Linked DNA regions of Sparus aurata: region 1 is linked to region 2. Evidence: chromatin contacts called from public Hi-C data. All regions are on one chromosome and are shown on one strand. Each heading gives the region's core, a stretch centred on a gene start, on an enhancer-like site or on the middle of the called end of the contact. The rest is flanking DNA. Distances are from core to core; before and after follow the strand shown. Region 1 holds the start of hsd17b3 (hydroxysteroid (17-beta) dehydrogenase 3). Region 2 holds the start of rnf180a (ring finger protein 180a).

The links. A called contact is a pair of places that touch in the nucleus more often than the background predicts.
Region 1: a Hi-C map of skeletal muscle shows a contact between it and region 2, with 4 times the contacts expected there. The contact joins the promoter of hsd17b3 here to the promoter of rnf180a in region 2. A contact is called at or near these places in 2 of 2 Hi-C or Micro-C datasets (skeletal muscle and an unstated tissue).

Annotation. Positions count from the first base shown.
Region 1 is chr5:27,815,163-27,817,862 of fSpaAur1.1, reverse strand. hsd17b3 (hydroxysteroid (17-beta) dehydrogenase 3) reads right to left here and starts at 1,318. Exons shown (of 11, transcript XM_030417396.1): 1 at 1,255-1,318. ipo11 (importin 11) reads left to right here and starts at 172. Exons shown (of 30, transcript XM_030417392.1): 1 at 172-307.
Region 2 is chr5:27,633,566-27,636,265 of fSpaAur1.1, reverse strand. rnf180a (ring finger protein 180a) reads left to right here and starts at 1,254. Exons shown (of 4, transcript XM_030415989.1): 1 at 1,254-2,700. It overlaps htr1aa (5-hydroxytryptamine (serotonin) receptor 1A a), which reads right to left and starts at 518. Exons shown (of 1, transcript XM_030416028.1): 1 at 1-518. The coding sequence starts at 66.

The DNA.
Region 1 (2,700 bases), core at 69-2,568, 180 kb before region 2:
TAACAATGATAACATCGACGACGTCGACGACAGTAACATGTAAATAAATTGTTTAAAAATAAGTATAAACAATGCTGATGAGATGAAGGCACCTGCACAGCTGCAGCAACAGCAGTAGCTGGCTGCGTTCATTCATGACGATGATGATTTCTGCAAAGCCTCCTACGTCATCAGCGCGCGCCTGCTATGTGGCTCGCGCCATTCCTACAAGCGTGTGTTTCCATCTCTCATTACATTACCAGTGGTGGAGCACTCAGCAGCCACTGTTACAAGCACAGACTCTGCTTTTCTACCGTCAGTCTCTTAGGTGAGTCCGGTTTGAAGTTTCAGTTTTGAGACATCCGCCTGAAGGAAGAGGTTATTTGGAATGACGGACGTTGTCGGCCCTTGGTTCCGTGCTGGATAAGTTTAGCTCGCTGGCTAGCCCAAAGTTAGCTTTGGTGTTTGGGGTGTGCACGCTTGGGGGACTCAGTGTCGCCCGTTTCACGAGTGAATGGGCTGTTGTCTTAATTTCATAGCGGATGACCGGGGCAGAGAGCGATACTAAAGCAACCTGAACTACCAAACTCATCTGGGAATCAAACATGTTATGGAATGGTACAGCTGCTGCTCCCCTCCGACCCTTTACCATTGAACATGTTTTGGTCCTCCTTTGCGTTTTCAAAACAAGCTGACCCACTTCAAATCACGTCTCTTACCAGATCTGATAACCAAAATGTTAAAATCTTTATCTTAACAACGTCCCTATGCTGTGGCAGAGAGAGGCCCGTGAGTGCACAAAACTGTATTTTGTAATAGGGCCAGGCAGATGATAACTCGGCTTCTGTCAAATAAATCTTGGCCGCATCGTGAATTACGTTTTTGTTGGCAGAGATGAGGCTTTAAATGTTTAGCATGTATGAACGTCAGAGGATGGTTATGTCGCAGCCACCGTTCTCGTTCGCTCAGCCAGCATTTGACAACTAAGCTAGTTAGCGGCAGAGGCCATCGCATATGCAAAACACCCGACACTTAGCTGGCTAACGCTGGATAAGCCCCTCAGTGAGCTCAGTGTTGACTCGAGAGGTTCGTTCGCACAGGTGTACCAGCTAACGTTAGCTACGACACAACAATACTCGACTGTTAGCGTCATGCTGACAAGCTACCTGTTACACAATTTACACAATTGCGCTGCAAATTGCCTATAAATGTCAACAAGCAAGTTTCTTGATATGAATTCTTAGTATATATGGTGAGAGTGCATGCATTTCTCACCTGGTTGGGGAATGACGTGTGCACAGGTGAGACATGGGCTTTAATTGAACTGGAATCTGGCAATGTTAATTTTTGTTTTTACAGAGGACATCTTGTATGTCACATTGTGAAAAAACATATTCCTAAACCGGACGAGAGGATGTGGAACATAAGGGTTAATATGTAATTTTTGCTGGAAGTAGAGAGAATTCATGAAAAATCGTAGGAAGGAATATGAACATTTGGAGAAGGGGCAGTGTGCTGAAGGATGCAGATTATTGTAAAAGTGGAGCCCAACTGTATTTCTTCACTAAAAGCTGGGAGCTAAACTGCATTGCTGGCATAACTCTTTATAGAGAAGTAGTCTGAGAAGCTAGAAACGTAGCAACCATCACCAGGGCAACATGTGATGACCCCTGGAAACATGCAGCTGTGTGAGATGCGATAATAGTAGTGGTAGTTTAGTTAGACATCACCCATATACATGCAGGATTTAGGCCTTGTTCCGACTGAAAGCCCAAATTTGCCATATCCAGAGGGTGCCTGGGCTGATTTTATAGAGCAGTATTTCCCACAAGTTGAGAATTTACCTGTGGTGGTCAGTAGAGCAGCTTGTGACAGGTGAGTTCACTAATAAACTAATCCAACAAGGTTCATAAATAACTCTGGCTGGCCAGTAGGTGCTAGTCTGGCCTGTTTAGCTGGACTTTCAGCTCTCGTGCTTGAGGTACCAAAGCTTCAGCTTTTTAAATAACTTGTCCTATACCATGCTTACTTGCAGGGTATCGATCTTAATCATTGAGCAAAGCAACTGGGTGATGGCCTGAGACCGATGCGCCTCACACTTTCTTAAGCTAGGCTATCTGAAACGTAATCCTGTCTGTGAGCCCTTCTCAGATACAGCATGTTGAATTTTTACTATTTAACTGACGTGTAGCATCACACAATTTGTATTTGACTTTGTTGCCTTTCTGGAGACAATGTTCCCACACTGAGATTAATTAAGCGCTGTAATTTCTCATGTTATTGCATCTGAAAGCCATCAGATTGTGCAGTTACTAACTCCCACGTCATTACCTCAGCAGCCAATGGTTGGTGAAGTCTTAAAACACAAGTCTGATCTGATCCCATTCATATAAATAAACTATTTCCCACTTTGCACTTCATACTCTTTCAGCTGCTTCCTCATACAAAATTAAGCCAGCATTAAGGTTCAGCTCCCAGCCTTTATTCAAGAAATGCTGTTTAGCTCCCAGCTATTATCCAAGAAATGCAGCTTGGCTACTAGTCATTAGTGAAGCAATGCAGTAGGGATGCACATTTTAAGCAACTTCTTTAATTGATAGTTGGCTGCCTTAACAATCGATTATCAGTTAATCATAAATAATATATGACACATGTTGGAAGAGTCTTTTTGACGTGTCTGTGCCCATCTGATTGTCAGTTCATGCATTTTTAATCGCTTAA
Region 2 (2,700 bases), core at 5-2,504:
GTCCACCTCGTCGGGGTAACCGCCGGTCGCGTTGCTGTCGTTGCTGCTCGCTGTTACAAAATCCATGATGCGAGCGCACTCGGAGCGCAACTTTCCCAGAGCAGTGGTTCTGGGAGGGGGGACACGCAGCTGGACAGATAAGCAGGACACAGTCAGCCCCGCAGACTGCTGCCGCTGTGCGTTTTACCGGGGTCCATCGGAGTTGCCGCGTTCGTGCCGTCGCTCTCAGGACGCATGACGCAGACGTGTTTGTGAGTTTGTGTGTGTGTGTGTGTGTGAGAGAGAGAGAGAGAGATGGAGGGGGGTTTGTGCGTGTTGTTGCCCGTGAGTGTTGACAGCCTGGGTGCGCTCACTGGCACTGCGAATTCATCTGAGCTCGGTGACGCCGTGAATTCATTTATACGAGCAGTTTCGGGTACGTCAGACCGTGTGGAGGTCGCCCTGGAGTTTTGTGCCTCTGCTCTCCTCGCTGCTCCGTCCTTCACTGCAGACAGGCGACGAGGGTGCAGAGCTCTCCTGCCCACCTCTCTCTCGTTAATTTTTACATCTGACGTTTTGTGGATTTTATTTTGTTTTGTTTTGTTGTTAGTTTACATCTTAAAAAGGGCAGGCGTCAGTCAGGACGAGCACTTATAAAGTTCTGTCTCTTACAAATATTGCGGGATCGCGAAGAAGACCGATACAATATCGTAATTTTTCATTACTTGTAATTAACTTTTGGTTTAAATTTCACCCGAAACATGTGCTTCTTTGTTACTAAGACCTCAAAGAATTATTATTTTTTCTTTTTTTAAATGAGTTCAAACAGAAATCGTACGTTTCCAGCCATGATGGAGAGCGAGGTAACAAGCCCTCGCTGTTAAGAGCGAGAGGTGGTTTGAGGACCAGGGACAGCGCCACGACGGTCCAGAGAGGAGAGCTGCTGCCATCTGCTGCCCACGGCGGGTACTGCAACACATGGCGGACACCTCTCTCGGGACTTGGAGCAGAAGGCGAATTAAGGATCCTGGGAGGGAGGCGATGAGCTGCCGAGGGAGGTGGTGGTCGAAGAGATGAGAATCAATCTCTGTGTGTGTGCGAGACAGGGGGGAGAAGGAGGGGAGGGGAGGACAATAGTTGCGTTTGCCAACTAATAATGTCAGCAGGTGGAGTGAAAACAGCTGGTGAGGGAGAACAAAATGCTCCCTTCATGCAGAACCGAGGGAGGGAGGGTGGGAGGGGTGTGCTGCAGGGTTTCAGTTATTCTGGATGAAAATTTAACCTGGAGTTGAATTGAAATGGAGAGAAAAACAAAAATTTAACAAACTAACCCATTCAAAGAGAATGTATTCCTGCTTCTAGCCAATAACCATAACCAATTAAAACAACATTATGTGGAAATTCACATTTTTGCAATTTTGTCATCCCCCAAACATTCGGAGTGCGACACCGCTGTTGTAAACACAAATCCCAGGTGTTTAAAAATTTGTCAGAACACATGTGGGCGCTGACCGCGAACAAAACTCATTACGGCACGACAATGTTAGTTGTCGAAAACTTGTGGAAACCTTCCCTCTCACTGATGTTATACAGTGCAAGAAACAAGTGATGGAGGGAGGAGTGGCTGAGACAGAGACACCATTCACCCTATTACAAGACACTGTACCATTAAAATGAGTTAGAAGCTTCTATTTTAAGATAAAAAGTTATATAATGTTGCTTTAAGTCAGTATTACCTTTTTTTTTTACACTTTTACCTTCCACTATAGCTACAAAAGCAACACCATGGATGTATGATGGCACCTGGACCTCAACAGCCTCGCTTTAAATTCCCGCCCATTGGTCACTCGCAGTACTGCAGTGAAAAATCCCTCTGCTGCCCAATAAGCATCTCCCTGCAGACCAACACTTTTTAAGTAGACATCTGTGAATGCTGTCAGGGCACCACAGCAGGTCAATTATAACTCTATCATGAATTTTTGATCCTTGAAGGTGAAGATGATGTTTTTTTTTTATCACCGCTTTAAAAATGCCTTGACATCAACACAAGTTATGTGGTTGTAGTTCATTGAAACATTCTGGAGGTAAAGTTTTTATCTCGTCTCTGCCAGCTGAACAGATGCTGCCTGTCCACCAGCTCACACTGACGCCCACTCGCTGCTGCTGGCTCTGAGAATTGACTTTACTGACTAACATCTTAATCACTTTGTTTTCATGCGTTTAAAATGTGTAAATAATCTCTAAACTCAAAACCAATTGAATACTTAAGCTTTGTATAACGTGCACTTACTAACCCGTCTCTGCTCAGACGTCCTTCAGATGAGCCGGGTTTGCTTTTCTCTCTCCTCTCTTCTTCTGAGCTTTTCTGTCTTCGGGTTTTCTCAGCTCACTGGAAATATGCTCTTCAGTGCAGACGAGGTCTCTGTAGTGTTTTCACTGTGGAGAGTCTTACCTTGTAGTTTATTATGTGACCCTGTCATGTGGAGCAGTCCTGTTCTCACATGAAACATTTTCCCGGATGAAATGCTGTTGCAGAGGCTCCTCAAAGCATGCTCCGGATGCTCAAAACTTCAAAATTAAAAGTATTGATCTACATCACTTCCAGTTCTACGTATTTGTTATATAAAGTCATAAAAATGTATATAATGAGTTAGAATGATGACTTTGAACAGTTCACCTAACCTAAGCCATAATAATACTGGATTTCATATTTTTCTCAAG